7 separate regions of the Mus musculus genome follow, and regions 2, 3, 4, 5, 6 and 7 are each linked to region 1. Evidence: chromatin contacts called from public Hi-C, HiChIP or PLAC-seq and promoter capture Hi-C data. All regions are on one chromosome and are shown on one strand. Each heading gives the region's core, a stretch centred on a gene start, on an enhancer-like site or on the middle of the called end of the contact. The rest is flanking DNA. Distances are from core to core; before and after follow the strand shown.

Region 1 (3,326 bases), core at 611-3,110:
AAGGAGGGGAAAAAAAAACCCTGCTTTTTTTTTTTTTCCTTTTATCTCAAGAACATGGTGCAGGGGTGGGGGTGGGGGGTGGCAGAGGCTGGGAAACACAGCAAGCTCCAAAAAATTAGTAATAGTAATAATAAACAAAAACAAAGAAGAAGAAGAAGAAAAAAGAAAATCCAAACAAAATAAAACACACAAACACACACACACAGAATGAACACCAGCTCATGAGCTGAAGAAGAAGAAGAAAAAATATATATACAGGCAATTGATGGCCCGGTTCAAAGGTGAGCTATGCCCTACATGAAGTATGCTGCTCAGATCTTTGACCCTTGTGCAAGTCCAGGGTATGTGTGGGGCAGGCGGTGTAAAAAGAGTAGTAGTTGTAATAATAATAATAATAATAAAAAAGAACAAAACAACCAAGCTAGCAAGTTACGGGGGAATTCAGGTTGGCAATCCATGAGCCAGACACCCTTTCCCTCCCCAATTCAAAAGAGCCATCACCACCACCACAAGCTTGGTGTGTGTGTGTGTGTGTGTGTGTGTGTGTGTGTGTGTGTGTGTGTGTGTGTCTGTTCAGGGCCAAGGGGAGCAAACTCGCCAGGGGAGGGGGCGAGGTGGTGGCCGAGCGAGCTTGGCCCTGCAACTAGCAAGCCCACTCAGGAGCGGGACCCCCACGGAGCATTTAACAAGGTGGCTAGCTGGGATCGCGTGTCACACTCACATGAAAAATTCGGGAGAGGAAGGGTTGTCGCTGCTCGAGCCGTTTTCTCGGAAGCCGTTGCTCACCAGCTTCTCGTATTTCTCCTTGTAGGCGTCCCTTTCGCGCACCAGCCTGGAGATCTCCTGCTTGAGGTGGTCTACCTGCTGCAGCAGCTGGTTCTTCTCCGACTCCAGGACGTGTCTCTGCTGCACCCTCTTGAAGCGGCAGGACTGGGCATAGCCGCGGTTTTTCAGGGTCCGCCTCTTCTGCTTCAGTCGGATCACCTCCTCCTTGCTGACCCCGCGCAGCTGCCGGTTCAGCTCGCGCACCGACATGGTCACCAACTGCTCGTCCGAGAAGCGGTCGTCGAAGTGCAGGCCGCCCGCGGCATGGTGCGGGTGCAGGGCGCCCCCCGCCCCCGCCGTGCCCCCGCCGCCGCCTCCGCCGCCGCCGCCCCCGGCGCTGGCCGGGCCACCGCCGCCCGCGCCACCCGCGCCGCTCGCAGAGGCAGACGCGCCGCCCGCGGCTCCCGGGGCGCCGGCCGTCGGATGGTGGTGGTGCCCCGCGGCGTGGTGGTGGTGGTGATGGTAGTGGGGTGCCGCGCCGCTCTGCGCGGCGGCCGCGGCGATCACGGCGGACACCACGGCGGCGGCGGGGCCCATCTCCTCGCCGCTGCCGCCCAGGGAGGCGCCGGCGCCGGCCCCCGCTGCCGCGGCCAGCTGCTGCGCTCCCCGCGCATAGCCATCGAAGCCACCCTGGAGCTGGTGGCTGTTGCTGATGAGCGCCTCGACCGCGTCCTCCGGGCTGAAGCCCAGCGCCTCCGGGTTGAGCTGCTGCGGGTAGCCGGTCATCCAGTAGTAGTCTTCCAGGTGCGCCTTCTGTTCGCTGCCCGAGCCCGGGCTGGGCGCCGAGAAGCTGGGGGACGGGGGCACCGAGCTGCAGGGCGTGCTCATGGGGGTGGAGGACAGCGAGCCCCCGGCGATGAGACGGCCGCACTGGCTGATGATGCGGTCGGTCTCCACCGGTTCCTTTTTCACTTCAAACTTCATCAGATCGAAGTCATTAACATATTCCATGGCCAGGGGACTGGTGGGCAGGTCGGAATTGTTCATTGCCAGTTCTGAAGCCATCCTCCTGCCTCCGCCGCCACCGCCGCCGCCGCTCCGCCAGATGGGCTGCAGGAGAGGGGCCAGCGGGCTGTGCTGGGTGGCCAGCGGGTGAGCCAGCTTGCCGGGCTAGGGCGCTTCTAGCTTGCGCGGCGGTGGCTGTGGCCCGAAAGCTCGAACGTGCACACACCCCCCGCCCTGCCCGCAGCCCCCCGCGCCCGCCCTCCCTCCCCCTGCTCACGCCAATGTGCTCTCTCTCTTTCTCTCTCTTGCTCTCTCGCTCTCTCTCCTCCGCTCGCCCCGGGCCCCCTCCTCGCCTGCTCGCCTCCCTGAGCTCCGATCCCGGGCGCTTCAGGCTCGGGAAGGTCCTCCGCGGCTGGCGGTGACGGTGGTGATGACAGCGGCAGAGAGGATGCCGGAGGAGCACGGCCCGGTGCGCGGCGTCCCCGGCTCGCCGCTCCGCTGCGCGCTTTGCATAAGGAGGGCTCGCCTAAGCCGGCCGGGCTGCAGGCGGGGCGCGCGCGGAGGCTGCTCCGGGGCTGTGTGGCGCGGCGGGTGGCTGTCCCGGAGGCGCCGGCCTCCACACCGGAGTGGTTAACACTTCACGCTTCTCTCCTCTTCTGCCTGGCTCTTATGGTTACTATTATTATTTTCTTTTCTCTCTCCGGATCCCTCGCGTGCGCGCGCTCTCTCTCTCTCTCTCTCTCTCTCTCACCCTCTCCCTCCGTGCAAAGTGCAAGACCGAGGTGCAGGCCGGCTGGAGGCAAGGGAGGGGGGAGTTAAGTTCTTTCTTCCCCCACTTTTTTTCTTTTGGTTTTGGTTTTTCTTTTCTTTTCTTTTTTTCTTTCTTATTATTTTTTTAAAGCAAAATTGCAAGTCCTGGGCCAAGGCAAAGCCGAGAGCAAAAGGGTTGGGGGGAGAGGCCGAGCGGACGAGCAGCCCGAGCTACAGCTCCAAGATGAAAAGAGATTTTAAAGCCTCTGATCCCAGCGAGAAGAGTTTAAAGCAATTGCTGAGTTTTATAGCACCCGTGACGTCAGGCTCAAATGGGAAATTGACTGGCACTCTCCGCCAATGGGAGGCGGCGAGAGCGGCAGCGATTAGCATAATAGTATAGAAACAAGGAAACTTTTCGGAGCTGTCAATCACAGCCCAATCAGCTGACTGTCAGCTGGGACAGGTTTGCTTAACCCTTGCGGCGCTGCTACTGGGGCGCAGCCAGGGAGCAACACCCCCCACCACCGGCCGGTGCGAAGTTTAGTGCACCAGGGGACAGAGTTTACTAAAAGGGCGGCTGGAATCCGGTAGGACCCGGGAGGATGGTTTGCTTTCCTCGGAGTTCGAGAGAGGCCTGCCCGGCTGAACCGCAGCTCTCATGCTGCAGAGATCCGCCAGAACTCCCCTGTCCCCTGCCGGTCCCGCACCCTGACAACGTGCATTTATTTGTCTTGCAGTTTTCGATCTTTGATCCATCCTCTGCATCTTTCGTGGCTGTTGATGGGGGTAGCCGAGTGCTTTCC
Region 2 (3,326 bases), core at 412-2,911, 470 kb after region 1:
CAGTGAACACTTTACTAGCTGCTTGTCTTAGGGTTTCTATTCCTGCACAAAACATCATGACCAAGAAGCAAGTTGGGGAGGAAAGGGCTTATTCGGCTTACATTTCCAAATGGCTGTTCATCACCAAAGGAAGTCAGGACTGGAACTCAAGCAGGTCAGGAAGCAGGAGCTGATGCAGAGGTCATGGAGGAATGTTTCTTACTGGCTTGCTTCCCCTGGCTTTATCAGCTTGCTCTCTTATAGAACCCAAGACTACCATCTTACAGCTGGATCTCATGGAGGCATTTCCTCGCCTGAAGCTCATTTCTATGTGATAACTCCAGCTGTGTCAAGTTGACACACAAAACCAGCCAGAACACTGCTGAACACGTTATTTCGGGATGTCTGAAAACTTGCGGAGATAGGACCTAGTTAGAGGAAGTAGGTCACTGGGGCCATCTTTGAAAAACACATTACCTCTTTCTGTCTTTGTCTCTGTCTGTTATCTATCTATGTATAATCTATTATCTATCTGCCATCTATTATTCATCTATCATTTATCTATCTATAATCTATCATCTATCTATCATATAATCTATCCATCATCTACCCTTTATATATCTGTCTACCTATCCATCTATGTATCATCTATCTATGTATCATCTACATCTAAAAATCTATCATCTATCAATCAATTAGCCATTTATCTATATCTATCTATCATCTATCACTTATCATTCATCTATCCATCTATATAAAATCTATCTACCTATCTACTATCTATCTACGCATCATCTATCTATCCCTCATCTATCATATATCTATCGACCCATCATCTATCCTCTATCTATTATCTATTTGTCTATATATATCATTTATATCTAAAAATCTACCATCAATCAATCAATTAGTCATATGTATATATATATATACATATATATAACCTATCATTCATCTATCATTTATCTATCCACCTATGTAAAATCTATCTATTTATGCATCTCTACCTCCCTTTCCTGTCCATCACAAAGTGAGCTTTCTCTTCCCCCAGTTCCCACCTCAGAGATGTCACTTTATCATGACCCCAAATAGGTAGAGCCAAGCATTATGGAGGAAATCTCAGAAACAGTGGGCCAAATTAAATCCTTATTCCACTGAGTTGTTTACATTAGGGATTTTGCAATAATAATAATAAACAGCTATGTAGAAAACAACACAGAAAGGCACATTTTTAGAAGACAAGTAAGCCTTGTTTCAGAGTCACTAAGAGGGAGTTCTGCAATCAGCCCACCTGGCTTGAAATTTTAGGTCCACTACTTATAAGTTCTATGACCTTGGGTGGATATTTGTTCCATATTTTGTGCCATAAAATAGACAGAAATGTGTAGATTAATTAAACTGATTGAAATTCATCCAGTGGATGGAGTGGCAAAGCTACGTGTCTGACAGTAGGCAAGTTTTATCTCTTTACTGCTTCACGAAATGTCTGGTTTGGAGCAGATGTTCAGAGAGTGTTCGGTAAATAAAGAAATATTGAATGAGCTGCTGAGATGGTAATCTTTCCCCATCAGCATGTTTACTCTTGGTTTTCTTTGCGAACAAATCATCTAGAAATACCGAGTTTGAAAGAAATTAACTTCCCCTTCATTTGGGACTCTGTGGCTCACACAGTCCCCTGCTCAAAGTGTATAGAGGGTTTCAAGATGGCAACATGGAGTGTTAAGTACAGTCATAGCACCCTGAAGGCACCAATGCCTCCATCAGAGGTTTGAGATATTTCTGCAAAGGTCCTTTGCATAGAATCATAGGAAGGCTCAGCTGAACCTGATCTTCTCATTCCCATACTTTGTTTTCTCTGACCAAAAATTAGGGTCCAGGCTGAATCTACCATCTGTGCTCTAGACCAGTGGTTCTCAACCTTCCTACTGCTGAAACCCTTTAATACATTTTCTTCATGTTGTGATGACCCCCATGGCTACTTCATAACTGTAATTTTGCTGTTATGAATCATAATGTAAATGTCTGATATTCGGGATATCTGATATTTGACCCCTGTGAGAGGGTCATTCAACCCTCAAAGGGCTTGTGACCCCACATGTTGAGAACCACTGCTCAAGACAGTCTTGACCTAAAAATAAGTGCCTAGATTTCTCCACTGGATGAGAACTCAAGCTAAGGATGGTGGGACGTATATTAGTGGCCACTTCCACTGCTTACAACTGTCAAAAGAAAGCCAGCAGTTTGCTTATTGCTTAGAAAAAGGATGAGGTGCACTTGAAAGACCCAGTGGCCCACATTGAAAGTTCTTTGCCCTGCTGTCTGTCTGAGCCACAATCACTAGCCAGTATCTCACAGGTGGTTTTGATTTCTGCTTAAGGGCTTAAGAGGAAAACACTGGACTCCAGAGCTGAGCCAAGTGGGACAAGGGATCAGACGTCATCCAAACCTCATTTGAACAGCTGTGTCTTCCTGAGGGCTCTGTGAATCCAAGGCAAGCCAAAAGAACAAAGCAGGAGAGAAGGACCACAAGATTTCCAAACAGTGTGAATATAAGCCTGAGCCCTACGTACAGCTTTATGGAAAAGACCAAAGATCACCCTGTGGGAAGTAGGTTCCCTTGGGTGGATCCGGGAAAGTTGGGTTCATCCACAAGCTATTCTCCAGTTACCCTGATGTTATTCTAACCTTCTGATCGCTTTCTAAGACAGAATGTCCCCAGAGGAGTGATCCTACATTCTGCCACCTACCAAGATCACCTGCAACTGTCCCCTCTAAAACTTTTTTAAAATGAGGCATTTTTCAAAGGCATCTTTTATTCAACCAAATCTTGGCTAATTTATTTATTCCAAGAGAACCTCATGTAGCCCAGGATTACTATATAGTACTAGATGACCTTGAATTTCTCATCTTCATGCTAGGATTGTAGGCATATAATTTATGGCTACTGAGGACAAAGCCAGCAGCTCTTTGGATAGGAAGCCCTTCAAACCTGTAATTGTGGAGATACATGGAGACTTCTAAAACAAAATGTTGTTTCAGTATAAGACATTCACGGTTTCTATATTGCCAGGAAAATTCAAAAGCTGATAGAATGAGACTTATACTATGTCTTAGTCAGGGTTTCTATTCCAGCACAAAACATCATGACCAAGAAGCAAGTTGGGAAAGAAAGGGTTTATTCAACTTACACTTCCACATTGTGGTTCATCACCAAAGGAAGTCTGTATAGGAACTCACACAGGGCAGGAACTTGGAGGCAGGAGCTGATGCAGAGGTCATGGAGGGGTGCTGCTTACTGGATTGCTTCCCCTGGCTTGCTCAACCTGATTTCTTATATAACCCAGGCC
Region 3 (3,326 bases), core at 549-3,048, 460 kb before region 1:
CTCACTAAGGACCTTGCCCAAGATGGTAAATAACCATCTTGCCTCCCTCCTGGGAGATGCTAAAGCTGAACTCAAAGGAAGTCTCAAGGCAGGCAACAGGAGCTATGTTAGGGCAGTGCCTTTCAAATCTTGAAACATGGTAACATATTTGAGGATGAAGTAACAGCATGCCTACATTTTTTGTGTGTGTGATATAAGAACATTTATAATTTTTGTACATGTATCCTATATTTAAAAGGGCATGTCATAACCTGAGTGTGTGAGTGTGTGTGTATGTGGTGTATATTCACGTGTGCTTGCAACCCAATGTCACCAAAGCTTTCCAGACCTCAAGACACAGCATTAGAGGGGGCCTGTCCCAGGGTTCTCTGTACCCAGCAGGCTGTCTCCTCAGAGCAAGTCTGGTCTCTGGGAATGAGGAGACTACTTAAAAGGAACCTAGTGTCCTCAACCAGGAGGACATCTTGTGAGGGAGGAGAACCATCAGGTGTAGCTCACAGTTGAGTGTGTAGTTTCCTGTTAAAACCAGGAAAGAGCAGTATAGGAGAAGGGGACACCTATTGGGGTGATTTACATGGGACGTGGCCAGGGACTTGCTATGGGTCCTCAGTGGACCATTACCTTCTTTCAAGTCTCTAGGGACAGCATTAGAAAAGGCCCACTCTGAAGGGCATGGACACACATGGTCCCTACATAACAGCAGTCTGCTTTCATTTGCAACCGTGAAAAATGATTTTCTCGTTCTTCTTTGAGACAAGGTGTCTTTTGCCGGCCTGGAATCTGCTGGGCCAGCAAGCCTGGCCAGCAAGTTTCAGGGACCTGTCTATCTCTGCCTCCCCAGCACTGGGGTCCTAAGTGCTTGGCTTAACATCCATTCTGGAGGATCAAACCCTGGTCCTCTTGCTTATATGGCAAACACTACCAACCAATCCATCCACCCGGCCCCTGGAGAAAGCACTCCCTGAAGCCCACTCATAAAAAAAAAAAGCTCACCCTCCCCATCAGCAAGGCCAGCATTTTCAAATTTGGTGTAGTCTTTCTTCAAATGCTTGTCTTCCAATGTCAGTCAGATACGGCCTATGATCTTGTGTGTCTCCTTTGCATCCTGGGGCTCAGTGGGGTGGGGGCGGGGCCGGGCCCACTTTTCATCTCTGTTTAGTACCTGGGCCCTATCTCCCAGTGTCCTGGCTGCCAGGCATTGTGCGCTCTGCTGGATGTTGACACAGATCCTCATCTCCCTGATTCCCAGCGCCTATCAAGCTACTGTAACTTTAAAAAAGGATTTGACAAAGACTGCCTCCAGTAGCTGAGCTGAAATAAGAATGTCTCCGGAGTTTAATGGATCAAGTAGCAGTGATAGGTTTTATGGCCCTTTTTTACTTTAGGGTATAGGGAAGAGAGAAGCAGGCAGGTTGGTTTTAAATTCAAGGATTTATGTTGTTAATCCTCCGGGCTAATTATAATTTATGGGATCTGGCAAATTAATATGCGGTTGCTATTCAAAAAGTAGAGGGCAATGTGAGGCAGGCATAAACAAGCCTTGTTCATTTTTAATTTATTTCCACCAATGGAGAATATTAAATAAAATGAACACTAGGGTATTTTCCTCCAAGTTTGGTGTTCATTATTTATCTCTAAATTATGAAATTCATGTAACAACTCTTTGCTTTCCTTTTTTTCCCCCCCACTCGAAGAACCCAGAATTCTTGAAGTGCAGAACGGGCTATCTGGGAAGCCATCGGTAGCTCTCTCTCTACTGCATTTATGGCAGACTCAGTGATCGGCACAGAGTGAAGCCAGCCTTCCTAGCGCGCACGCGCGGTGCTAAGGGCTAGGATTTATCACGGAGGGTACTGGGATTGTTTGGAAGTGGAACTTTTGCGTGGTACACTAGCTTAAAATCCCAGCTTCCTGGGAAACGAAAGTGCCAACGCTGCAAAGGAAAGGGTCTCCCCCGATACTTTTTTTTTTTTTTTTTGTCTTCAGGGATTTGGGAGCAATCCCAGTTTATCACTAGCCTGGCAGATGTTGAGCTAGGGCTGACCCCACAGTCGGACTTTCAAGACTTTAATGGAGCAATCACGTCATACCCATGACCTCCTCTCCCATTTCAGCGTCGTTCCCTATGGCTGCTTGGGGGGTCCTTTTAAATAATTCAGCTTCTCACCCGTGAACATCTGGCAGAGAATGAATGTTCGCCCGGTTGTCAGCTGTGAGGCAGGTAGATCTGACTCATTGGGTAATTGGTTGCACTAGTAGAAACGAGGGTGCCTGTCCCTCCCTGCATTCTGTTCTCCCCTCCCCGCCAACCCCCACTCTCTTCCTCCTTCCAGCTGCCAGAGGCCATCAAATGCAGCCTGGAGAATCCTTCAGCTCTGGGTCCAAGGAGCAGGTTGGAGTTCTACCCCCCACCCCCCGCCCCCAGCTGTGTAGCTCAGATAACAGCTGGAGCAGAGAACAAGCCATTCTCTCTGCTAGAATATCTGACCCAGTTCTAACTGGGAAAGAGACTGAATACTTTGCCCCTCAAGTCATTCTTGTTCTGGTGTGAAGGGAGATTTAGTCCCCACCAGCCCCTCCGCACCACATTCCAAGGTCCTCTTTTCCGTGCCTTTCAGCAATGCTGGGAACTTCATCTTTTGTACACTAGTCAGCAGGACAGTGAGGGTCCGTCCCAGTGCGATGGCCGCAGAGAAGTGTTTGCTTGTGGAAGGAAGCTGGAGCAGAAATAGCTGTTGGTCCCAGAGTCTTTGGATCATGTTTGATATCTCTGCTCAGCTCTCCATCAGCTGAGTGCCGGACATATGACCTACAACCTCTGGGCTGTCTTATCAGCACAATAAGAATCGAGTCCTTGGTTTGAGGGTGCTTTTTATGAGAAAGAAGACATAGGGAAACACTGCATACTTCCCAACTTGCTATTCATGGTCAGAAAATGGAAGTGGTGAATCGGGCCTGGTAGCACACATGTGTCATGCCTGATTCATTACTAGCTCACGGACTGAGTGACTTAAAGGCCAGCATAAGACATTCAAAGGTGCCACGTCTCAATATAAACCTATACAATGGCTGGGGGCATAGCTCAATGAGAGAGTGCTTGCCTAGAGCAAGCAAGGCCCTGGGCTCAACCTATAGTTCAAGAAAAGAAAGAGAGAGAGAGAGAGAGAGAGAGAGAGAGAGAGAGAGAGAGAGAGAGAGAGAGAGAGAAAGAAAGAAAGAAAGAAAGAAAGAAAGGTAATTCTGCACTGGCTGTGGATAGCGGTAGCAGTGTACATTTGTAGCCACAGTATTTGGGAGGCTGGGGCAGGAAGATCATGAGTTCAAGG
Region 4 (3,326 bases), core at 325-2,824, 430 kb before region 1:
CAGAGAACACCGTGTGCCTGCTCATCTTGCCTGCACCTCTTATCTAGGAAACTTAAGCTTTCAGGATGAGTGATATGGAGAACATGACATCTACTTGTGTCATTAGATGGATGTCAATACTTTTGACCGAGGGGACAGGTTGCAACACACCAGTCTGAAAATGAACAGACTCATAGTTATCCAGAAACACTTCTTGTTACTCAAATGGTTTCCACATAGGAGGTCTCTGTGGCCTTTTCTTTCAATGTCCCTACTAGGAAGGGTGCTTGGGTCCTGGGTTTGAAATAGAGCTGGTTAGATCTCCCACTTTCTACAAGAGAAAATCAAAACCAAACGAATTTTACAAAGCGAACACAGGTCTTTGACCTGCTGGCATAAATCTTTGGTTGGAGGAAACAAGCACTTTCAAAATTCTCATTTTCATCAGAAAGAAGTTTTACCTGATCGTTTGAACTCTAAAAGACTCTAAATTTAAAACATCCCACCTGCTCATCCCACCCCCAACCCCCACCCCTGCACAAACAAACCCCGTTTGTTCTTCTTCCTCAAACCCCGCCCCCTGCTCTCAAGCAGAAAAGCCCGGATCACTCCTTGTCTCCATGTTTCTGAAAAGCCACCCAAAAGTGACCATGGTCACCACCCACCCCACACCCAAGACCAATAAAACTCCCTTGCTTTAGCCTGGGCATGTGACTCCATTGACCTCTACCCATGAATCAGTGAATCCATCTGAGAGCTGCCTCTCAATAAACCCGCCCTCATACTCTTGATGTGGCTTGAATTGGCTCGTTACATTGGGAGAGAAACCTGAAAGTTAACCTTTGCTCCTGAACTGGTGGATTCTGGGAGGGATGGTTGTTATTTTCAGCCGTGCACCCCTTTGTTGAGCCTGCCAGGCTCCAGTGGATAACTCCAAACCCGTGGTCATTGGAGAAGGCCTTGGTTAAAAATCAGCGGTGGCTCAGGAATTGTGCAGAAGAGTTTTGTTAGGAAGAGGGGCCATTGGCAGAGGTGGGAAACAGCTAAGAGGGGGGGGGGGGGGGGAGGAATGAATATCCAGAGTACACTGTATAGACATGTATGGAATTACCCAAACAAAATCAATTAATGGTAAATGTTTTCTGCTGTGCCTGTCTAGACAGAAGGGCAAAAGGGTCTCAGGGCACTTGGGTTGTCTTGAGTGACGGGGAAGAAGTGGCCACATGGCACTGTCCCACTTCCTGAAGAATGGCAAGGATGGGCCACCACTCATTCCACAAATGCGTAGAGTCCTCGAGAGGCCAGGATCTAGACAGGCTCACCACAGCTGAGAGGACAGATCAGCTGCGTCCTGGATCCTCTCACTGCTTCCATTTGGAGGAGGCACAGGAGAAAGGCAAGGAAATCACAGGGTTATAAAATGACTTCTAGAAAGTGATACCTTCCTGTGTCTCTGGGCATGAAACACAGGCTAGAGAGATTTAAAAAAAAAAAAAAGAAGTTGGGTGGAAACGGTTTCAGTGGTATTGCAGAGCTAGTGGTACCAGCAAAAGCCCATTGTGCCATGTCCTGTGGGCAGTGACATCATGGGTGGTAGCCTGAGTTTAGCCACAGGGCTAGTATTGTTACCAGGGAAACTGGCCCCTCCCTGCTGCAGCCGACCTAACACTGAACAGAAAACCAGGAAGAAAGTTGTTTACTGGAAAGAATTTTCATTTTGAGTTTCAATATAAAATCAGAGGCTCTGTGTGTGTGTGTGTGTGTGTGTGTGTGTGTGTGTGTGTGTGTGTGTGTGTTTGTGTGTGTTTGTGTGTGTGTGTATGTGTGTGTCTTCTTTGAATCGGCTTATCATGAACCATTTCTCAAGTTACTATTCATTTTTTTAGTATTTGCTTACTCTTTTAGTTATTCTTACATGTGCATGCTTTTGCACGTATGTGCATGTTTACATGTGTATGCTGCTCTGTGTGTGGATGGTCTTGGAAACCAGCAGAGGGTGTTGGATCCTTTGGAGCTGAAGTCACAGGTGGTTGTGAGCCACCCAGCATGGGTGCTGGGAACCAAACCAAGTCTTTCAAAGGAATGGCAACTGCTCCTCCCAACTGAGCCATCACTCCAGCCCCCACTAGATTATTCCTTTTGTTTTTAAGAAAGGCAAGCCATATCTTACATCCTGTTTCTGTTGTTTGTGTGGGTGTTATTGCTTTTGATGTTTTAGAGACAGGATTTATCCTCTAAGCAGCCCAAGCTAGGTATGGACTTACTTTGTAACCCAGGCTATCCTTGAACTTAATCTACAATACTGGTTCCTAGCTCCACCTTCTGAGTGCTGGAACTATAGGCATGTGCTACCATGCCATGCTTAGTCCTTGCTCCCTCCTTCCTTCCCTCCCTCCCTCCCTCCCTCCCTCCCTCCCTCCCTCCCTCCCTTCCTTCCTTCTTTCCTGCCCTCTCTCTCCCTCCCTCCCTCCCCCTCTGTCTCTGTCTCTGTCTCTCTCCTGTGGGTGTATATGTGTGTCCATGCATCTGTGTCTTACTGTGCAGCCCAAGCCACCTCAAATTTCCAATCCTCCTGCCTCAGCCTCCTGAGTGCTGGCATCGCTCCACTCCTGGCTCTCAAATGGCTATTTTTTTTCCCCACAGCATTTTTAGAAACACAAAGGAGAAGGCTGATTTTTTTTTTTTTAAATCTGGCCTGCTCTTCAACGTTAAGTGCACTGATTCAAGTGGCTGCAGATTTTATGGCTTCTCCCCAGAACAGGAGCTCCCCCTTTCCATTCTCCTCAGGCTCACCCATAAAGCTTTTCTGTTTTTTGGGGGGGGGTGTGTGGGAGGGGGAAAATTCCCAAAAATCTGTCTGGTATATATTACAAAAACTATTACCACCTAACACATTTCACGTATTTAAATTATTTGTTCTATTAAAACGTCAGCACATCTCTTGAATTTTAATCGTGCCTGAGGATCAATCACCGAAACGGCTGCAGGGAAGACTTTACGACTTACCTGAACAGTGGCCTGCTCTGCGGCTTGGCTGTATAGGGACGCTTCCAGTTTAATACGTTTTATTAGCTGGCGAGAACCACCCAAGCAGCTTCTTTTAGAAGTCTTATTCTTGATCCCAGTGAGAATTTACACAGAACCATTAGAAAAAAAATTCTTTCAATGACAATGAAAATTATGATAATAGTAGACCAAGCGAATATTAGCCAATCAGGGTGGAGCATCCTGCTGTGTAGCACACCCAGGCTTCGTGGGGAAAATGCCCTTTGACCTTCACAGCAGTGTTATTGTATCTACACAAAGGCTGTCTTCATAGTACTCAGGAGAAACTGGGGGCAGAGGGA
Region 5 (3,326 bases), core at 609-3,108, 410 kb after region 1:
TGCCCTCTAACACAGACTGCCTTGGCCTCAGTTTCCCTGTGTGATGGAGGAGAGGGAATCTCAGTACTAAAGATATCAAGGGTCCCTAGAAGAAAAAGATAAAACTTCTCATTCACTTCACAAGTATTTATGGAGTGCCTATAATGACCTTGAGATATTCCTCTTGGAGTTTACTCAGGTTAAGATTGTAGACGTAGTAAGAGTGTTCCCAAGAGAAAACAATGAGAGCAATAACCACTTTAAAAGCACTGCACATAAATTGATAAGCACAGAGGCTGGCACATAGCCAGGGCACAGTTAGCTATGATTAGTTGAACATCTATTGCTCCACAGCGCTGCCATAGAACTGTCATCCTCCCCTGTCCTCCACCTTGACAATGTCAGTAAGCAATCCACATTCTGACTCTTCTTTAATAAGTGAGGATTGTGGACTCAGAAGATGGAAACAGGCTCACCTTTGGGTAACTAGTGAATAAGAGAGTCAGCTATGGAATGGAAGCCTATAAGGGATTCTCTCAGGCTTTTAAGTGACGTGTCTGTCTATTCAACTGTACATCTTAGGCAGTTCTGAATGAGTTGGGGCAAGGTGTGTGTGTGTGTGTGTGTGTGTGTGTGTGTGTGTGTGTGTGTGTGTGTATGTGTGTGTATGTGTGTGTGTGTGTATGTGTGTGTGTGTCTGTGTGTGTATGTGTGTGTGTGTGTCTGTGTGTGTGTGTGTGTGTGTGTGTGTGTGTGTGTGTGTGTGTGTTCGTGTATGCAACATGAACATAGTCTCTAAAAATACTAAGAGTTCAGACCTGCCAGAGGGAAGGAAGGCAGGCCCCTCTCATTCCTAACTCTGAACCCCAACACTGGGATTTGCATAGTGAGTTTAAAAAGAAGGCCATGCAGAGAAGAACATTGTGAGCCACGATCAGGCAGTAGGGCGCATCGGGAGCCAAATCTGGATCCTTGATGGAACCTAAGCCAAGTGACTGGTTGGGGTTGCTAGGTTATGGAGTACTGGCAGAGAGGGGAGGCTCGTGATGAGGAGGGAATGTACCAGTGGGCTCCTTGGTTATGGCTAAAATCCCAAATTGGTGACTGTCGGGTCTTGGCATCGGCAGCCCTGACTATGTAAAGCTGTTATCACCGTGTTTGCGTTTATTAAAGCCTGTAATTATTATCCTGACTCACGGAGCGCGTGTGCGTCCTCTAAGCCTGGGTCCGCGCATCCTCCTAAGTCACATTTGATCAGCCTGAATGGGGGCCAAGCTTCTTTGGCTAATATTGACGTTGGCAGGGGGCCAGCTGTCCGGGGTTAGAGGAGCTGAAAAGCCTGTTCTCCTTCTCACTTGGTTTTGTCAGGCTTTTCAAAACGTAACTGTTTTGGATCACCCCGCAGTTAAAACTGCATCCAAACCCTGCCCCCCTCCCTTGCCTCTTCTTCCCAGATCCCCTCTAAGCCCCATTGTAGGTGACTTTTATTTTCCAAAATGATTTCCCTTATGCCAGATTTGCTCTTGGATTAGACTGGAAATTCAGAGAGAGAGAGAGAGAGAGAGAGAGAGAGAGAGAACAAAAACAAAAACAGTTACTTTTTCCCTTCCTTTTTGTTCCTCCCAACCCCCCGTAAGTTTGAGATTGTTGTCCTAAAGGGGTAAAACACACACAAAGTAAAAGAACTGGATAAAACAAAAAAAGAGTGAAGAAAATATTAAAAAAGAAAAGGAAATAATTCTGGCATACAGATAGCATGAGAATGAGTCCCTTTCTAAAGGCTTAGGGAATGTATCCCATGTCTCTTTGTCCATGTGTTCTGTCCACGTTGCTAATTACACTTCATTAACAGCAGTCACCAGAGTGTGACATCATGGGTAGTGTCTCCCTGACAACCAGCATCCCGAGTCTTAGATATCCAGCTCCTTCAGTGGCTCACACCATGGTAGTTTGCTCCTCGTGTTCTCAGGTTCCTCATTCCTAACAATACGCTTGGCTGTCCTTGGCGAGCCTCCTGTCTCCTTCCAGGGCTCGCCATCCACGTGACAATTACAGAGTCATCCTCATTTGCTCCTCTCTTTCCCTATCTATCCACTCTTTTAATCTCCCCTCCCCCCTCTCTCCTCGAGTGCCTGTGTGTGTGTGTGTGTGTGGGGGGGGGGGGGTCAGAGGAACATCTCAGGTGTCAGTGCTTTTGCCTTTGCCTTGTTGGAGGCAGGTTCTCTTGCTCACCATCACTATTGCCTACCAGCTTCTAGAAATCCTCCTGCCTCTGCCTCCTATCCCAACACAAAAGACCTGGAATTACAAGCGCACACTATCACATCCATCTTTATGTGGTCTCCCAACCTAGGTCCTTATGCTTACCAACAAGTGGTTTATCCCTGGACCATCTCCTCAGCCCTGTCAATAACACCTTTATCCATCTTTTCTTGATAACACGCTCAGTGCTCATCACTGTAACATTGTGTCAGGCTCCCCTCTATACCTCCTAATTCATTTCTAGCAGAGAATCATTTCTGACCATGGCAGCCTCTTCTTTATGAGCCTTGAGTGATTCCTCCATTCCCTCAAAAGAAAGTCTAAAATGAGCTCAAGGCTATTTCTTCACTTACTGATTTGTTTTTACCTTTTGGAAATTTTATTTATGTATTTATTTAATTATCTGAATCTTTATTTATTTACATAGTCTTTCTGTGTAGCCTAGGAGATGTCCATCAACAGACAAATGGACAAAGAAGAGACAATACCTCTATTCAATGGAATCTTGTGTGTGTGTGTGTGTGTGTGTGTGTGTGTGTGTGTGTGTATGTATATGTATATATATATATACACACACACACATATATGTATACACATATATGTATACACACACACACGTGTTGTGTGTGTGTGTGTGTGTGTGTGTGTGTGTGTGTGTGTGTGTGTGTGTGTGTGTATTTGACACTTGGATAAAAATGGATGCAACTGGAAACATCAGGTTAAATGAAATAAGTCAAAGCGCATAACAAGAAGAACCCATGCTTTCTCTTTTATACAGAAGCTAGATTTAAAAGTGTACATATTTATACATGCATAAAAATAAAGAGAGGATAATGAGAGACAGAGACAGAAAGGAAAAAGTGAGTGGTCATTTCAAATAGCTCTCCTGATGGGGAGTGCAAAGACCTGGATGGAAACCAAGTCTGAGTCACCCTTGGGTCTCTCATTTACCACTGCTCAATACTAATCTTGACTCCCATGATCCTTCGCCCTGAGAAGGGATCATCTTAGCATCCCTTGCTGATTAGGAAATCTCTCCCAGGACTCAGGACTCATTTCTCCGTGCAACTTCTTCTCTCCAGTGT
Region 6 (3,326 bases), core at 234-2,733, 400 kb before region 1:
TGCTGAACAGGGGGCTGTAAAGACCTCACTCATGGGAAAGATACCTGGTCTGAGCACAGGTGCCTGCTCTGAGCACAGGTGCCTGACAGAAATTGCCTTGCCTTCTGGACCCTCTCCCTGGCTGTAAACTGTGGGAAGGGCCTAGATGCCACTGCTGTCTTCCTGGGGGTGCCTTAGAGGTGGCCTGGTGGGCATTTGGAACTAGGTATACAGATGAGGGACATCCTCCTCTCTCCTGCACAGAGAGGTCCAAAATAGCTCTATTGAGCACTATTCCATAGCTTGCTTGGTACTCACTCCCAGGGCCATGCACTCTCAGAGACACGGTATCTCTTCTGAAAGGAGACATGGGAATAAGATCCGAAAACTGGAATCTCCTGTGATCCCTGCCCCTCCCAATGCCCAACCCCAGGCTCCGCCTTATTCTGGAACAGTTTTAGATAGCCCTTTGCCCTTCAGTAACCCAATCCAATCATGGGTTCCCAGTGGGAGCAATTCTCTGCTGCGTGGCATGTTTCCTTCACGCATTTTTCTCAGCCATTGTTATCTCAGTTCATCCTGGCACTGTTATTTCCGGGTTTTTATCCACCGTAAACCAGACACACAGCGAGCAGAGACCAGAGAGGCCATGCCATTTGCCAAAAGTCATCCAGCTAACAGATGATAAAGATAGAAGTAGAGCCAGAACTGATGGCAGGAGAGCCGCGCTTCCTCCGCCTTCCCAATAATATTTCTTTGGGAGGGATGTTGTATCTATCGTACAACCGAACCGACATGACCACTTAACTCTATCTGCAGATGAAAACGATACCAGCCTCCTAAGTCAGTGAGCCCTATTCATTCTCTAAATAAATGTCAGATTAAGAAAATGTAATCTGACCATGAATCACTCCCTCAAAGGATTGCACGATTTCCATTGTAGAAGATAATTTTTTTTTTTTTTTTTAGAAAAATCAAACAGAAAACCAGAAGTCAGTTTTCACACTCAAGCATTTCTTCTTCTTCCTTTACGGGAAAAGGTCTCCTTAAGTCTTTGCAAGCTTATTCGAGGAGGGTTTTTTTTTTTTTTCCTGACTTTCAGTTTCTTTCCAAATTTAGAAGAACAATTTATAATACTGTAATTTGCAAGGTCATCCTTTTTTTCCTCCTCCTCCTCACCTCCCCCTCCTCTCTTCTTCTCCTCTTCCCTCTCCTCCCCATTCTCCCCCATCTCCTCCTAATGTAAGAAGGAAATAAAGCCTTTCGAGTTGTAGGAAAGGCACGGTGGCTGTAATTCTTCATCGACCTGGGCCAAGGTTTTGTGAATTTCTGTGGGTTATTCAGGCCCTGCCTACAGATTGTAAATACATTGACTTATTTAAATATTTCCCCATGTGCACTCCCTAATTTAAAAAAAAAAAAGTGAGATGTTGGGAAATGTTTCTGAGAATAGACAAAGGGATTAGTCAGCCAGGAGAAGCCAAATGGAAGAGGAAGTAGGTTATGGTAAGTTCAAGAATGGTTTATTTGCTGACCAAAGGCCCAGCACCTAGAGCGTAAGAAGGGAGCAGCTATGGAGCGCACAGATTAACGTGGAAGACAGGAGACACCAACACGTGGCAGCAACCCTCGGTTTGTGTGCCTGCAGATGATGCTGACCCCAGGGAGAGGGTCTGAGTTTAGTAAGGGCTTTTATTTCTAGAACGCATCTAATAATATGATCATACATCCTTTATTAAATAGTATAACACTGTTATTTATATTCTCATTCTGAACAAATGTAATGACCACACTTACCGCTTGCCCATTTCCTATAAAAGACAATGGTTATTGCTATTCTACCTAGAATTTTATTTTTTTGACTTTCTAAAACATGATCATTTCATTTTTAAATTATGTGGGGCGGAGGCAGGGGTAGCAGTGTGCATTGGAGAGCAGGTTCTTTCAGAGACTAGAGGCGATGGACCCCAGGATCTAGAGGTACAACTGGTTAAGAGCTGCCCAGGGTAGGCGCTGGGAGCCAATCTCGAGTCCTCTGCAAGAGCAGCATGTGTCTTTAACCCCTGAGCCTCGTGTCCTATCCTTAAATCATTTCCTTTGCTTTCCTTTCATTGGCTTGGTTGGTTGATTGATTTTTTTTCCTTTTTTACATTCTGTTGCTCTTTTTCCTCCTAATTTAAATTTAATTTCATCTCTCAACCAGCTTACAGGGGACATACACAGTACCACGTAGGTCGTCGTTCTACATTACATGGAAACACACATTTAGTTTTGTGTTGTGTTTTCCCTAAGGTTTTTATCAAAGTGGCCCCTGACCTGACCGCAGATGCTCTGACCATGAGTACTGTGCTAACACAAGCTCAGTTGGCATCAATCAAGTCACTGGAGGGAAGCTGATTCTTTAACTGTGCACGACAGCCTTCTAGTGCTATATTGCTTTCCGCCAGCCAATCTCCAATCTCCGTCCATATCAAAAGCACTTTACTGTAGAAACCAGTAAATTTGTTCTCTCTCTCTCTCTCTCTCTCTCTCTCTCTCTCTCTCCCACCCCCTGCTATTGTTTTGTCTTCTAATGTCCTGACAACAGAACCAGTCTTCGAAATTATATATATATATATATATATATATATATATATATATATATGTATGTATATATATATATATGTATGTATGTATAATATACTGAAGCAAATTCAATCACAGAAGCTTTTAAAACCTAAAGTCTCAGGAAGCTAATTCATGTGCCCTTTTAAGAGGGCTTCCTGCATTGTGATACACACATGGGCTTGGGTTCAATGCAGCTGGTGGCCTGCCAGGTTATCAGGCAGGTCATCCTGGCTCTTAGGAACCTGGAGCTCCTGCAGAAGCCCTCGGAGGCAGGGCAAACCAGGAGCCTCCCCCTGTGCCAGCAAGTGACTGTGCTTCTTGCCAGCTAGCAGGTGGAAGCAGCCACCTTGTTAATTTCTCTCATTGCCTTGATGGTGTCACCTTTTGTTCATCCCTCACCTACATTGAACCCCGAGAGAGAAGGAACTGAGTGTGTCTCAGAGCTCTGCCTGGCTCTTGGCATTTGGGGGTGCCTAGTTTCTGCAGGTGCTGTGGTGCAGAGATCCAGGCTTCAGAGCCAGGCAGAGACATGTGATTGGGAAGGAAGTCACACATATCTGAAAACCTCTGTGCTACAAGGCTCCATATTTCTTTCTTTTTGGGGGGGTGGGGTGGGTGGGGGTTGAGACAAGGTTTCTCTGTATAGCCCTGGCTGTCCTGGAACTCACTTTGTAGACCAAGCTGGCCTCAAACTCAGAAATCCGCCTGCCTCTGCCTCCCGAGTGCTGGGATTAAAGGTA
Region 7 (3,326 bases), core at 522-3,021, 390 kb after region 1:
TACTGAGTGGGGTTGTCAGGATAACACAGCTTGGTTCTGCCCCCATTTTCTTACATTTGGGGTTACCATTTTACTCATTGCAGGTTTGTGGAGACTCTCTGCAACTGGGATTCTTTTCTCTTTTCTCATATTGTAATTTTGAGCTTGGTGTCATCAGGTAGATGTGGAATTCCAGAACTCTCCAATGGAAATGTCAACATTTTTGTTCTTTGGACATGATGTGCATATATTATGTCTGTTCACTGACATTTATTGGAAGGGTGAGGGAGAAGATGAAAGGGTGTGGTCACCATGTTGGTTACAGCCTGATTCATCTGGTATAAGGTCAAAGACTAGGGAGTCCCCCAGGTGAACATTATTGCCCAGCTATGTCTTCAATAAGGAAATTAGAGGTCTCCACAAAGAAACATCTTATCCATAGGGATTATTATAGCACACAATCTGCACCCATATGATTTTCTTCTAAAGTACAACTACACTAAAGTTGCAACTTGGCTAAGCTTTGCTGGTCTATAGTCATGCATGAATATAATCAAAAGATAATAAGGTATCAGCTATATAGCTACCTCCTCTTCAATTTTATAGTCTCTCTCTCCATATATCTCTCCATATATATATATATATATATATATATACACACACATACATACATACATATATATATATATATACATATATATGTATATAGATTATGCTATTAATGCTATGGAGCTATATGTTTCATCTATATTACTTATGCATTGTATACTTATATGTTTATATAAGTGTGCTTCTTGAGTTATTATACATACACACATTAGTGCTATAAAGCCGTGTTGCTGTGGAAATTTCTTAAAGTCAACTTAAAGGGAAAGCCACTTATTAACTCCTAATCGCCGCTGCTGGCTCTCCTTCAAGACTTCCAGAGTTTGATTTTTGTTTTCGAACTGGAGTGACCTATTACTTTTTGTTAATGGAGCCTTGGTCCCAAGGCTTGCTTTCTGTTCTTTCATTTTACCTAACATTTTACTTGTGGCATTTTCTATGGCCTTGGGGACTTTCAGCTCTTCTACCACACCTGGCTGCATGGTAGCTTTACTTTTTAAAGATGAAAACAAACTGCAAAGTTGAACTTTAAGGTAGTTTTCTATATATGATTTCCCTCCAATAAGTAAGGATTTAGTGACCATTTCTTCCTTCATAAATGTTTTTGGTTTTCCATAGATTTCACGCCCATTCTTTAGCATAAACCTAGAAGGTTGGCTGTCACAAGTCAGAAGGACAGCATTGATTCCTTCTTAGTGATCAGAAGGTGGCTATCCATCCCTCCAGAGCCTCACAATCCTTGACTATTCCTCTGTTAAAGAAGAACTCTGTCAGCTTAATCAGTAGCAAAGCTTTAAGCTTTATTCCCATGTTCATTAAATAAATACATTTCCTCGATTTAATTGCCTTTTAGTCTGACTCCGCAACTTTCCTCGCTAGCTCTTAAGGAGGAGTTATTACGGTCTCTCCTATCCCCAGTGTTGGGGTGCTCATTAATCTCTATCTCAGTTAGCGAGTTGCTCACAGTCTCTCCCTTGCTCTGAAAAGGAATTTACCTGCCTGCTTCAGATTGCAACCACATCAAATGATGGTGAAGGTGCTAATGACGAAAGTATCTCCCTTGGGCATATAGATTCCGGGACATGCCTCCAGGCAAGTCTCCTCCCTGACGCCCCCTCCCCAGTCTGAGAGGACAGTTTTCAGCTTGCAGCTGTATTTGAATACCTTGATCTGCCCTTATGTAACACAGATGACTCACTCTGCAATGTGAGTCACCTACTCTGACCTGGGGCTTGCAGAGTCTCCCACCTGCCCAGATCCCTGTCTGAATGGAGATATCATGACTCAGCCAGAAGGGAAAAGGAGGTGCTCCTTCTGTGTCTGGCTGCTGTCCTCTGCTTCAGGAAGCTCCAGCTTGACAGCTGAGAGAAAGGGCACGCTACTCACGTCAGCAATGGAGTTGCAGGCAGGAAGGAGTAGCCAGCGGCTATTTGGTCCCACTCCCAGCTATGAAGAGGAAGTGGGCAGTGTCTATGAAGAGCTTGAAGGAGCTGTTTGTTTTCTTCTTTCCTGGTCTTCTGGACAGTCCAAGGGGCTTGGATAACACAACTGCTAATATAGCATTTCTTATTTCCCAAGCACTGTGCAAGTCATTTACTTCTGTTAAAATCACAAGAACACAAGGTGGTTGCCACCATCATACCCATCTGACAGAAGTGGAAACTAAAGCCCACCAGGAGTAATCTACCACTGGGACACACACACACAGAGGTTTAAATCCAGTCTCTAGAACTTTCTCTCCTAACTGCTAGACCAGTCTTTTCTGACTGCAAGGTATATCTGAGTCACCCAAAGACCTTGTTAATGCACAAACTCTGATCCAGCAGGTTTGGGTGGGACCTGAAGTAAGGTTCCAGGTGAGGACAAAACTTCTGTCACATTGAATGATACAACTCTGCCTTAAGCCGGTCTGAGGTGGAAAATATTGTGTACTCATTGCCCCCCTCCTTTGTTTGTTTATTCATTGCCTACTTACATATTCAGTCAACATCTGCTGAGTCTCCCCCATGGGCCAAGCATATAGAATAGAATGATAGGCATACCTTATCACATTTACTGTGTAAATCAGTTCACCAAGGAGAAAACCCTTACCTTACCCCTCCGTGGACACAAAAGACCTAAACCAGAAGGTTATTGCTCTGAAGCAGGGACACAAAAGTGTTCATTTCACTACTGAATGACAAAAAGCATCCCAAAAACCTAGATGAGGCTCCCCAGGTCATGGGAGTTTGGAGCAATGTACTGGAAAGCTCTTGCCTGTCTGGAAGAGGCTTTCACACTTGAACCCTAGCATCAAGGTGGGGTAGAAGAGGACAAGAGGAAATTGGCAATCTATTGCTAAGACTCCTTCCTCCCTGCCCCACACCCTCCGGATTTTATTTTTCCTATTCTTTCCATCAATTCTGTATTAGTTGCTCTTCCTTTAGTTTTAGCATGATACCCAACTGAGACTGCTCACAGCATCAAAGGATTCAATTCACTGAATGAATGGTGGGACAGGCATGACATAGCAGCTTGGATCAGTCCAACTTCATCTTCTGTTTCTTGAGTAGCAGCAGATCCCAGGAAACAGAAAGTCCAGGCTCTACCCAGAGGCAGTTTTACAGTCAAGGCCTGCCCGCAGCCATCCACTTCTGAGCCACATGTCTCAGAAGGACCCTACGCCAGTGCTGGAGACCAAATGCTTATGAAGGAGATTTCACATCCAGACTCTAAGGCTGCTAGGGTCCCAAGGACCAGGC

The links. Promoter capture Hi-C pulls out the DNA fragments that hold promoters and counts their contacts. Hi-C and Micro-C count contacts between places; a contact is called where the count stands out from the background. HiChIP or PLAC-seq counts read pairs in DNA pulled down with a chosen protein or histone mark.
Region 2: an H3K27ac HiChIP or PLAC-seq map of SST interneurons shows a contact between it and region 1, with 7 times the contacts expected there. The contact joins the enhancer-like site here to the promoter of Maf in region 1. A contact is called at or near these places in 4 of 39 promoter capture datasets (embryonic stem cells, maxillary cranial neural crest, second pharyngeal arch cranial neural crest and 1 more), 9 of 115 datasets of contacts at active chromatin or transcription factors (SST interneurons, bone marrow-derived macrophages, embryonic forebrain and 5 more) and 2 of 9 other capture datasets (embryonic stem cells and embryonic tail).
Region 3: a Hi-C map of muscle stem cells shows a contact between it and region 1, with 4 times the contacts expected there. The contact joins the enhancer-like site here to the promoter of Maf in region 1. A contact is called at or near these places in 2 of 39 promoter capture datasets (both in embryonic stem cells), 1 of 15 datasets of contacts at CTCF or cohesin (pro-B cells), 11 of 484 Hi-C or Micro-C datasets (bone marrow-derived macrophages, cerebral cortex, cortical neurons and 6 more), 13 of 115 datasets of contacts at active chromatin or transcription factors (astrocytes, bone marrow-derived macrophages, craniofacial prominence and 8 more) and 2 of 9 other capture datasets (adipose tissue and liver).
Region 4: a contact with region 1 is called in an H3K4me3 HiChIP or PLAC-seq map of bone marrow-derived macrophages, with 13 times the contacts expected there. The contact joins the enhancer-like site here to the promoter of Maf in region 1. A contact is called at or near these places in 15 of 39 promoter capture datasets (the 3T3-L1 cell line, 3T3-L1-derived adipocytes, the HPC-7 cell line and 9 more), 1 of 15 datasets of contacts at CTCF or cohesin (large pre-B cells), 8 of 484 Hi-C or Micro-C datasets (Th1 cells, bone marrow-derived macrophages, cerebral cortex and 4 more), 8 of 115 datasets of contacts at active chromatin or transcription factors (bone marrow-derived macrophages, craniofacial prominence, embryonic forebrain and 4 more) and 3 of 9 other capture datasets (adipose tissue, embryonic stem cells and liver).
Region 5: a contact with region 1 is called in an HNF4G HiChIP or PLAC-seq map of pancreatic cancer cells. The contact joins the enhancer-like site here to the promoter of Maf in region 1. A contact is called at or near these places in 4 of 39 promoter capture datasets (3T3-L1-derived adipocytes, frontonasal cranial neural crest, liver and 1 more), 9 of 484 Hi-C or Micro-C datasets (cerebellar granule neurons, cerebral cortex, embryonic fibroblasts and 2 more), 16 of 115 datasets of contacts at active chromatin or transcription factors (SST interneurons, astrocytes, a beta-TC-6 cell line and 11 more) and 1 of 9 other capture datasets (adipose tissue).
Region 6: an H3K4me3 HiChIP or PLAC-seq map of bone marrow-derived macrophages shows a contact between it and region 1, with 16 times the contacts expected there. The contact joins the enhancer-like site here to the promoter of Maf in region 1. A contact is called at or near these places in 5 of 39 promoter capture datasets (the C10 cell line, hippocampal neurons, liver and 2 more), 1 of 15 datasets of contacts at CTCF or cohesin (large pre-B cells), 6 of 484 Hi-C or Micro-C datasets (the HPC-5 cell line, LSK cells, bone marrow-derived macrophages and 1 more), 16 of 115 datasets of contacts at active chromatin or transcription factors (SST interneurons, T-cell acute lymphoblastic leukemia, bone marrow-derived dendritic cells and 11 more) and 4 of 9 other capture datasets (adipose tissue, embryonic stem cells, liver and 1 more).
Region 7: a contact with region 1 is called in a promoter capture Hi-C map of trophoblast stem cells, with 4 times the contacts expected there. The contact joins the enhancer-like site here to the promoter of Maf in region 1. A contact is called at or near these places in 7 of 39 promoter capture datasets (the 3T3-L1 cell line, 3T3-L1-derived adipocytes, embryonic stem cells and 4 more), 8 of 484 Hi-C or Micro-C datasets (the AML12 cell line, the STO cell line, embryonic fibroblasts and 4 more) and 9 of 115 datasets of contacts at active chromatin or transcription factors (bone marrow-derived macrophages, craniofacial prominence, differentiating embryonic stem cells and 6 more).

What each region holds. Positions count from the first base shown.
Region 1 is chr8:115,705,034-115,708,359 of GRCm38.p6, forward strand. Maf (avian musculoaponeurotic fibrosarcoma oncogene homolog) reads right to left here and starts at 1,861. Exons shown (of 1, transcript NM_001025577.2): 1 at 1-1,861. The coding sequence starts at 1,830. The coding sequence ends at 718.
Region 2 is chr8:116,175,765-116,179,090 of GRCm38.p6, forward strand. No RefSeq gene overlaps it. Among named protein-coding and RNA genes, the nearest start is that of Gm31225, 13 kb to the right of the region's middle. Within about 2 kb of position 1,662, at least 6 of the 459 cell types and tissues checked have an H3K27ac peak or open chromatin away from gene starts, as enhancers often do. A contact at or near this core is called in SST interneurons, where this site is marked.
Region 3 is chr8:115,248,068-115,251,393 of GRCm38.p6, forward strand. All of the region lies in intron 8 of Wwox (WW domain-containing oxidoreductase), which reads left to right. Among named protein-coding and RNA genes, the nearest start is that of Gm39257, 290 kb to the left of the region's middle. Within about 2 kb of position 1,799, at least 7 of the 459 cell types and tissues checked have an H3K27ac peak or open chromatin away from gene starts, as enhancers often do. A contact at or near this core is called in adipose tissue, muscle stem cells and uterus, where this site is marked.
Region 4 is chr8:115,274,912-115,278,237 of GRCm38.p6, forward strand. All of the region lies in intron 8 of Wwox (WW domain-containing oxidoreductase), which reads left to right. Among named protein-coding and RNA genes, the nearest start is that of Gm39257, 320 kb to the left of the region's middle. Within about 2 kb of position 1,575, at least 51 of the 459 cell types and tissues checked have an H3K27ac peak or open chromatin away from gene starts, as enhancers often do. A contact at or near this core is called in Th1 cells, bone marrow-derived macrophages, liver and 1 more, where this site is marked.
Region 5 is chr8:116,114,938-116,118,263 of GRCm38.p6, forward strand. No RefSeq gene overlaps it. Among named protein-coding and RNA genes, the nearest start is that of Gm31225, 74 kb to the right of the region's middle. Within about 2 kb of position 1,859, at least 61 of the 459 cell types and tissues checked have an H3K27ac peak or open chromatin away from gene starts, as enhancers often do. A contact at or near this core is called in adipose tissue, astrocytes, cerebral cortex and 5 more, where this site is marked.
Region 6 is chr8:115,309,713-115,313,038 of GRCm38.p6, forward strand. All of the region lies in intron 8 of Wwox (WW domain-containing oxidoreductase), which reads left to right. Among named protein-coding and RNA genes, the nearest start is that of Gm39256, 330 kb to the right of the region's middle. Within about 2 kb of position 1,484, at least 4 of the 459 cell types and tissues checked have an H3K27ac peak or open chromatin away from gene starts, as enhancers often do. A contact at or near this core is called in bone marrow-derived macrophages, where this site is marked.
Region 7 is chr8:116,094,965-116,098,290 of GRCm38.p6, forward strand. No RefSeq gene overlaps it. Among named protein-coding and RNA genes, the nearest start is that of Gm31225, 94 kb to the right of the region's middle. Within about 2 kb of position 1,772, at least 24 of the 459 cell types and tissues checked have an H3K27ac peak or open chromatin away from gene starts, as enhancers often do. A contact at or near this core is called in epidermal suprabasal cells and trophoblast stem cells, where this site is marked.